Linked DNA regions of Canis lupus: region 2 is linked to region 1. The links are chromatin contacts, called in public Hi-C maps. All regions are on one chromosome and are shown on one strand. Each heading gives the region's core, a stretch centred on a gene start, on an enhancer-like site or on the middle of the called end of the contact. The rest is flanking DNA. Distances are from core to core; before and after follow the strand shown.

The links. Hi-C and Micro-C count contacts between places; a contact is called where the count stands out from the background.
Region 2: a contact with region 1 is called in a Hi-C map of skin fibroblasts, with 2.3 times the contacts expected there. The contact joins two enhancer-like sites. A contact is called at or near these places in 2 of 9 Hi-C or Micro-C datasets (amygdala and skin fibroblasts).

Annotation. Positions count from the first base shown.
Region 1 is chr8:42,791,285-42,797,596 of UU_Cfam_GSD_1.0, reverse strand. No RefSeq gene overlaps it. Among named protein-coding and RNA genes, the nearest start is that of ZFP36L1, 150 kb to the left of the region's middle. Within about 2 kb of position 4,101, at least 2 of the 20 cell types and tissues checked have an H3K27ac peak or open chromatin away from gene starts, as enhancers often do.
Region 2 is chr8:42,934,098-42,940,610 of UU_Cfam_GSD_1.0, reverse strand. No RefSeq gene overlaps it. Among named protein-coding and RNA genes, the nearest start is that of ZFP36L1, 10 kb to the left of the region's middle. Within about 2 kb of position 2,005, at least 4 of the 20 cell types and tissues checked have an H3K27ac peak or open chromatin away from gene starts, as enhancers often do.

The DNA of each region.
Region 1 (6,312 bases), core at 2,852-5,351:
ATGATCAAACTTTAACTGATGAGGAGCTGCTTCCTACGGAGGAGCAAAGACAGTGGTTTCTTGATGTGGGATCGACTCCCGGTGACGATGCCGTCAAGACTGTTGAACTGACCGCAGAGGATTTAGAATATGATATAAAGCTAGTTGATAAAGCAGGGTTTGAGAGCATTGACTCCAATTTTGGAAGAAGTAAAATGCCATCAAACAGCATCGCACATCACAGAGAAATCATTCAGTGGGGGTGGTGGGTGGGACAGCATGGGGGGGGACGTCAACTGATGGGGTGAACTCCATCTCTGTCTTATTTTAAGAAACTGCCACAACCACCCCAACAGTCAGCAGCCATCAACATGGAGGCAGGACCTTCCACCGGTAAAAAGATACGGAACCCTGAAAGTTCAGATGATGCTTAGCATTTTTTAGCCACAAAGCATTTTTAAATTAAGGTATATACATTTTTATAAAGACATGATACTATTGCACATCTAATAGACTACAGGATAGTGTAAACATAACTTTCATATGCTCTGGGAAACCGAGAAACATTTGATTTGCTTCATGGCAACATTTACTTTATTGCAGTGGTCTGGAAGGGACCCGAGGTGTGCCTGTGAAGGGCAGAGGAGGAGAGCCATTCCACCTGCAACCACGTCTTCACTTCCCTCTTCTAATGAGGAAATAGAATGGCCTGACTCAAGTACTTGCTTATTTTAAAGGAATCTGGTTTAGGCTTTATTCCCTTGCTGTTTCTGTCCTCCGCTGGGACCCACCCCTCTTCTCCCTGTAGCACCCGAAGCAGAGTTGACAATGAAGGTGGCAATCATTCATAGCCACGGTGGCCACATACACCCAATTGACTTCTGCTGGACACTTCTATCTGGTGCCCCCCGAGGAGCCTCGGACCCATCATTTCCCAAACAGAACTCCTCATCTCCCCCTCAGCCTTGCAATGCTTTGGCCTCAGTGGCCGGAGGAGGCATCGCCGGCCAAGGGGAGGGAGGCAGGAATCCTCATCCCCTCAATATTTCTGGATGGGTGACATGGTCAGGGCCTCTGGCTTTGTGTGAGATCACCAGCATACACACAAGACCATTATCCGCTTCCTGCTTAAAGCTCTCTCTAGTCCCCACTGGCCAGTCCCCACGCTCACGGTCCTGCCGACACTTCCCAACACTTCCCGAGACACTAAACTCGGAGATGCCTGCCTTACCGGCATCTCAGCCCCTGCTCCGAGACACACACACACACACACACACACACACACACACACACGTGGGGGTGGTGTTCCCCACTGCTCCTTTGCTCCTAGGAATGCCTCGGTCTCTGCACTTACCACACCGTAGGAGGATCTGCTGGTGTGTCCTATCTACAGTTTAAGCTTCCCTTCTTGGGAGCAGTCATTTTGTCTGGTTCCTTTGACTATCCAACACCCCCAGGAGGTGCCTGACCCTCAGTAAATGAGCAATAAATGTTTGCTGCACAAATTACCGAGTATCGACACCAAGTAGATTACTGCTCACTCTTATAACACAGCTGGCAAGTAGGTCCCGGTATGCCCATTTCACAGATGGGAAACTGAAGCTCAGAGAGGTTACATTTGCTCAAGGTTAAGGTGGCTTTTCTGGATTTGAACCCAGATCTTCTGACTCCAAACCCATATTCCCGCCGCCGCACCACAGAGAGGTTACCAGGCAGTCATGGGATGTGCTTATGGAAGGTGCTAGGGAATCATTGCTGGCTGCTTCCCAAAGCCCTGAAAGCTGGCTCAGCCCCACTTCTCCTTAGGCCTTGTGGGACTTAAACTGAAGGGCTCCTTCTCAGTCCCCCTTCCTTGTAGTCTTTGTAGTACTGATGGATTCTTTCTCTTTTCCAAGCTGCCTCTTTTTGCTTTCCTTCCTTGGCTCCTCCTCTTCCTCCCTCCTGAATGTGGATGGACACTCTCCCTGCTCCCCATTTGCACTTCTGTTGCCAACACACTCCATCGGATTTTGGTCCCTGTCCATGTTTTGGGGCAGAGATGACCACCAGATTGTCATGCCCCCCAGAGACAGACGGCCAGCAGAGGAGCTACCAGAGGGCTGGGTCCCCTGCATGTGGGTGGGGCCAAGTGGCTGAGGTCTGGCCAATGGAATGTCTGGCTCACAAAAACCACCTAAGAGATCCTCTACCTTCTCCTAGCCAGATGGATACCCATCTATTATTGAAGGGTGAGCCTCCCTCAGTCAGGATCCTTGAAATACTGTAGGAGCAGAGCTCCACAAGTCGGGCTTATGTGAGCAAGAAAAAAACTTCTAGTATGTATCTCAGGTTGGGGAGTGTGTTGCAGTAGCTAGCAAGGCTCTACTAAGATCCCTAACTGAACTTCGTGTTCCTGGGCTCTCCCCACCCCGGGAGCCTCCTCATTCCACTCTGCCCTATACCCCATTGCTAATCTAATCTTCCTTCAATCCATCTGGGGTGTGTCCCTACCTTGCCCTCGAATGTTCAGTGACGGCCCCTCACCCACAGACACAAGGACAAGCTTCTGGAAGTGGCCTGGAGACCTCAAGCCACCTGCTCCCTCTCACATCCTTACATTCATGTGAAATCAGAATGCCCAGAGCTGCCCAAATGTATCCTGCCCACGCTCATGTTTTCTCTCCATCTTTGTCAAGATCCCTCATCGCGAATCCTTCCTTCTCCAAGATGAACTTTTTGGGTTGTCCATCCATACAGACCGAGGAACACCCACCATCCTCCACCTGTGTGTCACCCAGGGCCCTCTGTCACTGTGCTGCCCTAGAGGTGTGTGTGCCCCTTCCCGCTGGACTGTCAGCTCCCTGGGTCCCCCATTATTACCACCGGGACCCCCTCCCTCTCCTCCAACAAGCCTCCATAGTTCTTCCTTGAGAGTGAGGCCAGGGGATTGCAGAGTGTCCATGGCCAGCTCATCCATCTCCCTCCTCCCAACACACTCATGGGGCTAGCTGTGTGACCTTTTGCATCTGTGGATTCCTCTCTCTCCTCTCTCTTTCTTTCTTTCTTTCTTTCTTTCTTTCTTTCTTTCTTTCTTTCTTTCTTTCTTTCTTTCTTTCTTTCTTCTCTTTTTTTTTTTTTCAAACACAGGGTCTTGGAGCTCGCCTGGAGGCCCAGCCCAGGGAAGGAGTTGTCTGTTCAGTTATATTTAGGCTAGCAGAGACATCAATCTAAGGCTCTTTAAAAATAAAGTCTTATTTCAGCTGGATCCCTGAGCACGTCCCCACCCTCTCCTAACGAGAAGCTGGTCACCTCCTCTGGGTCCCCATGTCAATCCCAGACCTTTCACGTGGCCCACACATGTGTGAACGTGTGGGAGACGTCAGTGAGCCCTTGCCATCCCTGGCCACGCTCAGAGGAGGATTTCTCTCCTCTTCTGGGTCTTCTTTTGCTGGGGTCTTTCTTTCCTCTCGGTCCTGGGGATCTTGTGACCCTCTTCAAGCCCTCTTCCCTCCTCAGGTAGCCACAAGCAAACCTCATGAATGGAGAAAATCCTGCCTCATCCAGAGCTCCTCCGTCCCTCCTTGCCCACGGGGCCGCTGCCTTGGCGGCCATGGGAAGAAGCAAACAGAAGACCAGAGACTGAAGCAGAAAGTGGGGTTTGCAGTTAGTCAGAATATGGGAGGGGGGCCTCGGAACGAACACTCCCCGGGGGTGGCCTGTGTGTGTGTGCATGCGTGTGAGTGTGCACACGTGTGGGGAGCATACCGGCGGTGCATGTGAGGCCGCGCATGGGAATGCTGGGGCCGACCCTTCCTACTCCTTGACTTGGCTACCGCAGCCCTGGTCCTTTTCCATCCCCACTGATGAAACACTTCTTTATGTCTTATTCACATCCTGTCTTGACTACCACAATTGTCTCCTTGCCGGGCCCACATGTCTCTCATCACCAATGGGATCCAAATGTTGCTGACAAAATAATCTCCCTGCCTTTGTGCTGCAATCACATTCCTCCACTTTTCCAAAGTTTTCTCTGTCTCCCATTACTGGGCGAATCGCACACACAGACCACCTCCTCTCTCTGCTTCGCCCTGCACCCCACCCCTCTGGGCGCGCCTGCACTCCCATGCCTCTCTCTGCCTTTCCTACAGGCTCCTTTTCATCTTCTTGCCATTCCTGAGCTCATGGCTCTTTGGAGCCCTGTGCCGTGTTCCTGGCACAAGCTCCAGCACTGTATTCAGTCAGCAAATGTTTATTAAGAGTGACAGGCACTCTTCTAGGCACTGGAGTGAAGCAAGAAGCAAAACTGAGGACAGCAGTCGGCAGAGAAAAATCGAATGGCCTGTCAGGAACTGTAAGCACTAGGAAGGAAACAAGAGCAGAGAGGGCCAGCGAGCTGTTTTGGCCCAGGGTGGTTGGGAAGACCTCCCCCAGGAAACCTGGATCCTGCTCCCCACCTTTCTTCCATTTGGGGCTGAGGACTGGCCTAACATCCTCCTGCTTGGCCAGACGCCTCCCCTCCCTTCCTTCTCTTTGTTTGGAACGTGTTTATCTTGATCTTGAGAGTAGGGGAGGCACCGGGCATAACTTCTGCAGCAGGAGACCTGCCGCATCACTGACTCACGGAAGACTCACCACGGGGAGAAGGAACCAAGCGCACACACACAAATCACTAACACAGACCCAGTCCTCTTCCATTGCCCCGTCCAGAACGCACAGTCATGTAAATCTGGTGTCTGAATGACTAGCGGGAGATCTGTCCGAGTGTCCCATCACGGTCCCAGCGGTTCCTCCCCTTTCCTGGAATCAGGGAGCATCACTGGCATCGATGGCCCGAATCTGGCTCTGTCTACTGCAGCCAGGCCTTCCCCTCTTCAGAGAGCCCACAACACGGCTGCTCGATGCTCATCGGGTACCACCTTCAGCTTTAAACAGCCTATGGGAAAAGCTTCAAGGAACAATTTTATTAGCAAGTGAAATGACTAACACAATTGCTAGCAGTTTTTAAATTTTTATTTTTTATTTTTTAAAAAAGATTTTATTATTTATTCATGAGAGACACAGAGGGGGTGGGCAGAGACAGACAGAGGGAGAAGCAGGGTCCCCATGGGGAGCCGGATGTGGGACTCCATCCCAGGACCCTGGGATCCCTCCCTGAGCCAAAGGCAGACGCTCAACCACTAAGCTACCCAGGCATCCCTGCTAGAAGTTTTTAACAAAATTGTCATCTATGTGTTTTCCTTCCTGGGAGTGGAAAGGCTGGGGCTGGGGGGGGGGGTGGTAGGAGATGAAATCTGGCTCTCTGTTTAGACTGGGAACAAAGTTATGGATTGCTCATCTTTTCATGGAGGCTCTAGGGCAGCCAACTCGCTAGTGGTAGTCATGCTGCCCATAACATTCATCCCGGCCCCAGGTTCCATAGCATGATCTAGCTGGATCCTAGCATGATCTAGCTGGATCCTCCCCAAGTAATACCTCAGCCACCAGCCTCAGCAGGCTATGCACAACTGGGATGTGGCTAGTCTGAATGGATGCATGTTGCAAGCTGTAAAACACCTACCAGATTTTGAAGATTAAGTACAAAACAGCAAACACAAAATACCTCACAAATAATTTTTATGTTGATTACATGTTGAAATGATATTTTGAGGCTAAATAAAAAATATCATTATAGTAGATAAATATTGTCTAATTAATAACACTTATGAATGAAATGTAGTGTTAAAATTAATTTCACCTGTTCATTTTTACCTTTTTTTTTTTTAAGGATTTTATTTTTAAGTCATCTCTAGACCTGACGTGGGACTCAAACTTACAACCCCAAGATCAAGAGTCATATGCTCCGCTGATTGAGCAGCTAGGCACCCCCATTTTTATCTTTTCAATGTGGCTATTACAAAATATAAAATTGCAGATGGACTTGTCTTTGTGGCCTGCATTACTTTTGTATCGAAAAGCTCTGCTCTTGTATCAGATCTTTGCTTTTAAGAACACTGTTTATGGCAGTTATGCTTTGTTCAACAGCAATCGTACACAGAACTCCACTCTGCAAAGCACCTAACAGTGGAGCTGCCCAGGTGGAAGAGAGGGATATTTGTGGGGAGAGGAGGTTGGGGTTGCAGGGAGGGGGCTGAGAGTGTGGGAGGGGCCCTATCCATTCTCAGAACCTGGTCTGGCTCATTTATTATTGGTTTGGGTTCTCCGTTCATTTGCAAAGGGGAGTGGGGGGAAAATACTCACTTGGAGGAGGCCCCCATTCAATCACCCTAAGTGGAATCTGATCGTTATCTTGGGATAAACATTCCAAATGGAAGGTGAGTGCTGGGAGATTAGGAAGATAAGGAAACCATATGGCCC
Region 2 (6,513 bases), core at 756-3,255, 150 kb before region 1:
CTAGAGCAGGGGCTGCCAGTGGAGGTAAGGGAAAAGCAGCCCTTCTTGGGACTGGAGTGAACCTAAGCTACTCATCCCTGAAGGAGGGAATGAGGTGTGTGTGTGTGTGTGTGTGTGTGTGTGTGTGTGTGTGTGTGTGTGTGTTGGGTGGTGATGGTGGTGGTTGGGGCATGTGATCTTCCTCACTGACTAAAGGCAAAGACATTTAATGGTTACCTTGAGCTCATTCCGTGCAGGCATAGATGAACATACGGCAGACATCTTTCTAGTTCTGTAGCTCATGGTAACAAGGGTTGGGTTCACAGGGGCTAAGGATACCCACTGGCCTGCCCAGAATTGCTTCAGTTGGAGTCGATCCCTTGAGTGATACCAAAGGTAGAAGCATGGTCTCCTGGAGGGTAGGGGTTGCCTGTACAGGCAAGGGGAGGCTCCCTATGGCCTTGGGAAGTTCCCTGTCCCCAAACTTTGATGCTTTACCCCACCTAAGTGTCTACATGGGCTGCGAATTCAGCTGCTCAGGCCCATGCATGGTTATCACCACAAAGTTGGATTTTTTGCCATCTAGGTCTTCCGGGTATGGGAGGAGATAGATCCAAAGCTCTGTGGAAAAGGACCTAGCAGGAAACTTTTGGGCCTTTCCTTCTAGGATGTTAGAAGATGGAAGGACCTTGGCAATGAGCCTGTGCTCTAGGATGGCAGAAGTCCAGGAAGGTATGAGCCCAGAGCTGGCAGGAGACCTCCATGCCTGGGTGCCTCTAAAATGGGGAGGACAGGAGCCATGCAGATAGCTGGAGGTAAGGCTTACACTAAAGAAATGGAACAGGAAAGGCCAGGTCTGACTTTGTCAGCAAGTTCTTTGGGCACAACCACTACTTCCTCACTTCCTGTCCCTGGCCTTGGGGCATCTCTGGTTTGGGGGCCTGCATAAGGGCAGGGCCTCCGTGGCTGTTGACCTGGCAACTCATGGTCTGGCCCTTTGGCTACAGGTCTTTTTCTCTTGGAGCAGCAAAAAGAAGCAAGCTATTCTGGCCACTGAGCAATGACTTACTTCCCCAGGCCGGGAAGCCTCATCTTCAGGAGGAAGGTTAGGGGCATACTGCAGCTTATTGGCACTCTGGTGAAAAGAGGGCCTTTGAGAGACCAGGAAGCAGACATGAGAAAGGTTTCTCAGTCCACTGGATCGTGAAGCCCTGGTTGTCAAAGGGACAGAGAGAGTCATGATAGGAAGAAGAAGGGAAATGGAACCCTTTGACCTGGGTTCAGATCCCAGCTACTTTTGTGTCAGCTGTGCCTTGGGCAGGTGACACAACCTTGGATTTCTCATCTATATCTCAAGAGGTGACTGAGGATCAAGTGAACATTAGCAATGACAACTCTTCATAAGTGGCAGGTAGTCTGAGAACTTTGTGTGTGTTAACTCATCAAATGCTCATATCACCCCATGGAGGGGGCACTTCGACATTCTCATTTTCCTTATGGAGAAATTGGGGTGCAGAGAAGTTCACTAATTTGTCACACAGCTAGCAGTGTTGGGATTTGAACCCAGGCAGGCCAGCTCCCTCATTGCACTTCACCACCATATCACAGGCTGGCATACTGAGTACATTTGGCACAGTCCCTGGCACATAGTAACTGCAAATCGACCGGTGTCAGTTCCTGTCTCCCTTGGCCCGTGGAGACTTTGTAGGGACACAAGAAGCAGCCAGTTGGATTAGATGACTCTGCACACACCCCTCCAGTATCATGATCTCATGTCCCATGCGGCCTGGAGTTGGCATGTTTGGAGGATGGTGCCTGGGAGGAGGGGCGGGCCACCCCCTTGGACTTTCCCCTTTCCTGCCTGCCATGGGGTGGCTCCTGTTAATGATCAACAGAGCAAAGGGTGCCCCAGGGCCACCTGGAGAGTTGGCCCTGTGCCCTTCTTCCCCTGGGATCTCACTCCCCTGCACGTAGCCAACCATTTAATCACGTCTGGCTGGACTGCCTGAAACAGTGCCTGAGTTCAGAGGGGGAGGGGAGATACTACCCAGGCTCCTCACCTCCCCCTGCTGCCTTTTGGATGGCCTTTCTCAGGCAGGTTTCTGGTCTGCTGGGCACAAGTAGGTACCTTGAGCATTGGGAAGCAGGACAAAACCTTGGCCTTTCTTTGAGGTCAGGCTAGCTCTTGGAGTTCCTGTGGTGACCCACCTTTTGGTGGGTAAAGCTTGGATTACAGAAAACCTTCTGGTCTAAGGGCCTATACTCCTTTTGCAGAAGTCACAAAGGGTTACCTCTGAGTTACTGTTGTGGGAAACTAATCTCTGAGGAGCCAGGGCAAGAGCTGTCCACATGCCAGGCCACGTTCCCTCCTGCCCATGAGAGCCAGCTGCTGGTCAGGGGATGAGGATGTTCCCACCACGTTTAGGATGTTTGCAGTTATTTCGACATGTTGGCGAAGACCAGGTCTCAAGGTACAGAGCTGGGAGTGACAACTGTACCTACGCCATCAGCTTGGGGTACAGTGAAAATAAATATTGGCCATGGCCAAATCTGAGGCAATTTTCTCACTATCTGGGGCCAGTCGGGTAGCTGTCCCTCTGACTCCCAGTTGTACCCCAGGCAGAAGGAGGTCATGACCAGATGGGACAGAGTTCATCATTTCTGCCCACCCCAGTGCTCAGGGGGATGAGAGGCTCTGCTGCCCCAGGTGAGGAGCTGGTTTTGGAGTCAGAGAGCCATGGGTTCAAATCCCTGCTCAGGGTCATCCTCACTCTGCGACCTCTGGCTTTTTTAAAAACTTAGCGAGCAGCTTAGATCCCCAGCTTCCCCATTTGCAAGATGGGATGAGGACAAGGAGATGATGCTAACTGCATCTATGGGTGAGCTTTGGCACAGTCACACAATGGAGTACTATGCAGCCATATACAAAAACAAGTGACAGGGATCCCTGGATGGCGCAGTGGTTTGGCGCCTGCCTTTGGCCCAGGGCGCGATCCTGGAGACCCGGGATCGAGTCCCACATCGGGCTCCCGGTGCATGGGGCCTGCTTCTCCCTCTGCCTGTGTCTCTGCCTCTCTCTCTCTCTCTGTGACTATCATAAATAAATAAATAAATAAATACCTTAAAAATTAAAAAAAAAAACAAAAAAAAAAACAAAAACAAGTGACAGGTAAACACAGCAACATGGATGAATCACAAAAACATAAAGGGGAGGGGTGCACCTGGGTAGCAGTCAGTTAAGTGACCAACTCTGAATTTCGGTGCAGGTCATGATCTCCAGGTGGTGGGATCAAGCCCCATTTCTTATTCTACTTCTCCTTCTTCCTCTATTCCTCCTCACTGCTCTCTCTCTCTCTCTCAAAAATAAATAAATAAATAAATAAATAAAATCTTTTGTTAAAAATGTTTTAAGAAAGATTTTATTTATTTATTCATGAGAGACACACAGAGAGAGACGCAGACAGAGGCAGAAGGAGAAACAGGCTCCATGCACGCATTCGATCCCGGGACCACGAGATCACACCCTGAGCCAAAGGCAGACGCTCAATGCTGAGCCACCCAGGTGTCTCTGTTAAAAAAAATTTTAAAACCTCATAAGGTTAAGAGAAAGAAGCCAGTCAAAAAGAGTGCAGGTTGTATAAGTTCATTTATATGAGGTTCATAAGCAGGCAAAACAGCTACGATGATAGAGGTTCCATTAGAAGATAGAGTGGGTACACACGGAAGTTCATGGAGCTGCATGCTGGAGATGTATGTACTTTACTGAGTGTAAGTTACACGTAAATGTAAGCTCCTATAGTGTTATTTTAAGTGCTCATATACATTCAGGAAAAGTGAAATTCGTAAAAAAAAAAAAAAAAAGGGAAAAATGAAATGAAACGAAGACTTGGCCCATGGTAGGCACTTAGTACCTTGTGGCTGGTTTTTGTAGTAGCCACGACCTGAGGGATAGCAGTCCTGCTCCCTTTTTATAGAAGGAGGGAATGGGTTCAGAGCAGCTGAGCAACTTGTCTACGCAAAGTGGGATTTGCATTCCAGCACGTCGGCTTTTAAGCCCACACAGCTGCTCACTACCCTAGATGCCCCTCAGTGCACAGGTGTTGCTTCCTTAGAAAAGCTCAATACAGAGTAATCCAGACTCCAGCAAGCTAATTAGTAAATTAAAAAAAAATTAATTAGTAAATATAATCATCTGCATTTAGAAAAGAGTTTTTTACTTTGCGGATTCAAAATTAATTTCCTGTGGCTAGTTGTTACCTCCCACACTTTGTGTGGGGTAGAGGGAGGCCAAGCTGGAGCCTGGCTGAGCTCTGAGGGGCTGCGGAGAGGAGGGCGTGGCTGGGCAGGCCAGCATCCCTGTCCCGGGATTCACCCGTGTGGCCTGCCTGTCCAGGCCCGTCTCTCCTGAAGGCTGATGGGGGCTGTGAGGCCTCCGAGGGGCCTGGCTGGCCCAGCCCCAGCCTGCCTGCCCTGGCCCTCAGCCTCAAGGGTGCATGGAAGCCTCACGTGGCTGTCAGGGTACCACCTTTGACCTCTGTTCCATTCCATTCTTTTGGGACGTGGCTCTCGTATTGAGGCTTTGGGAAATGTTCTTGGATCCTGACTGAGGGAGACACCTAGTTCAGCCAGGAGATCTGTCCACCCGAAGGTCTGGGGGCAGGTTCTTGCAGGGTTGATCTGCCAGGGCAGCGTGTGGAGACAGTAGTCTCAGTGCCCTGGGAAGGGCCCGAGGCTGCTTAGTGGGCTCAGGCAGTAGGGCAGAAGATAAGATGTTCACTCTCAGGGTGGGGCAAGCGAGTGCCTCCTTAAACTAGGCACGCTTGGCACCTCACTCTTGGCACCCTGTCAGACAGGCCTGGATGTGTAACCCTGCTCAGGCACTTACAAGCTGTGTGACCTCGGGCAAATCACTTTGCCTCTCTGAGCCTCATTTTCCTCCTCTAAGCATGGGTACAGGAAACACACCCTACCCTGCCCACCTTATAGGGCTGTGGTGAGGATCAGATGAGGTGGAGAGAAAGGAGTTTTGGGAATGAAAGCCCCTGGACAGAGGTGGCATTGAGAGTGTGAGAGTAGCTTGTGGCCCTCTGGAGGGACAGAGCCCCTTCTCTGCAGATGTTTAGTGTCACAACCTGGTGCGCTTGGCTGCTGTGGCTCACCTTCTGGTTGTCCTGCCTTAAATTCATGGGTGGTGTATATGTTGTAGGTGATTCTTCAAAATTTACCTAATAAGCATACTAACACGGCTCAGTGTTTGTGGAGACTTACCATGCATGCGTGGTGCTGGATTCAGCCCTTCGTCACACAGTCTCATTTGATAGCACCTATGAGCAAGTACTATTGCTAGACCCATTTTACAGATGGGGAAAGTCAAGCTCAGGACAAAGTCTGTATTCCCAATCACATAGTTGTACCTAGTGTGTCTGACCCCACACCACACAAGCTCATCCCCCACACTCCAATCGGGAGGCAGATGTCAGATGGCACTGGGGTCACTCAGCAGATCTGGGTTTCTAATATTCATCCTCCCCTGGGGACCCACAGGCATGGAGGAGAATATGTGTCCCCCTCAGCCTGTCCTTTCTTGGGATGTTGCCATCCCGTCTGGTTACCCTCTCCACAGCCCAGGGGATCAGAGTGGTGAGCAGAGGGTATGCTTGTTTTCTGCCTCTTTTGTAAATGGGGAAACTGAGGTACAATATAATAGTGGGGAGTGCCTGGGGATCACCCTCAAGTGCAGCAGCCGCCTTGAAAACCAAGTCCCCGGGGTGGGGGTGGGGGGGCTGTGCTGCCACCTGGCCAGCGGTGGAAGGAATAATATTTTAGCCCTCAGAGGGGTGTCATCCTGCCTAATGGTGATGGAGAAATCCAGGCTCTTGCAGGAGCCCCCTAAGGGCCAGGGTGATCCCTGTCTAAGCGGCCTTCCTGTCCACCTGAAGGGGGGACCTGGGTGGGCCTTCTCTGGAAGGCACTGGATGGTTGCTCGAACTGGTGTGCCTTCTTGGGGTGCACCCTTTGCTGAGAGATGTTGCCCGCACTCCAGCATTCCCGGTTCACCTCTCATGTCTTCCTGCTAGTGCAGGGGTCAGAGGGAGAAAAACTGTAGGCCCTTGAGCTCCAGCCAGTCCCTGAAGCAAAGGAAGGAGGCGCTTGCCCATCAGCTCCCGCCTCAAGCTGGAGGCAGGAGGGCAGGGCGCAGGCCGCTTCCGTGACCGGCTCCGAGAGGCCTGTTTCCTCAGGCCTCTTTCTCCCTGTGTTCCTGGTCCTTTTGCTGCCCAGCCTTGAGTGCCCTGAGGCGTTGTGGGCCGCCAGGCAGTTGGTTTGGACTCAGGTAAAAGCCAACATACTTTGGGTTTCTGTGTTGTCCTTGCCTCTGCTTCTTTCCTTCTATCCTGCAGTTTCTGCCCTGGTTTGGGGCTGGAGCTGAGTCTGCCCGCACCACGCATGGTCCCTGCGCACTGGCCAACGCACATCAGAGCCGAATAGGGGGCCTGGCCCCTTCGGCGCACAGTCAGATGCTCAGGAGGACTCTTA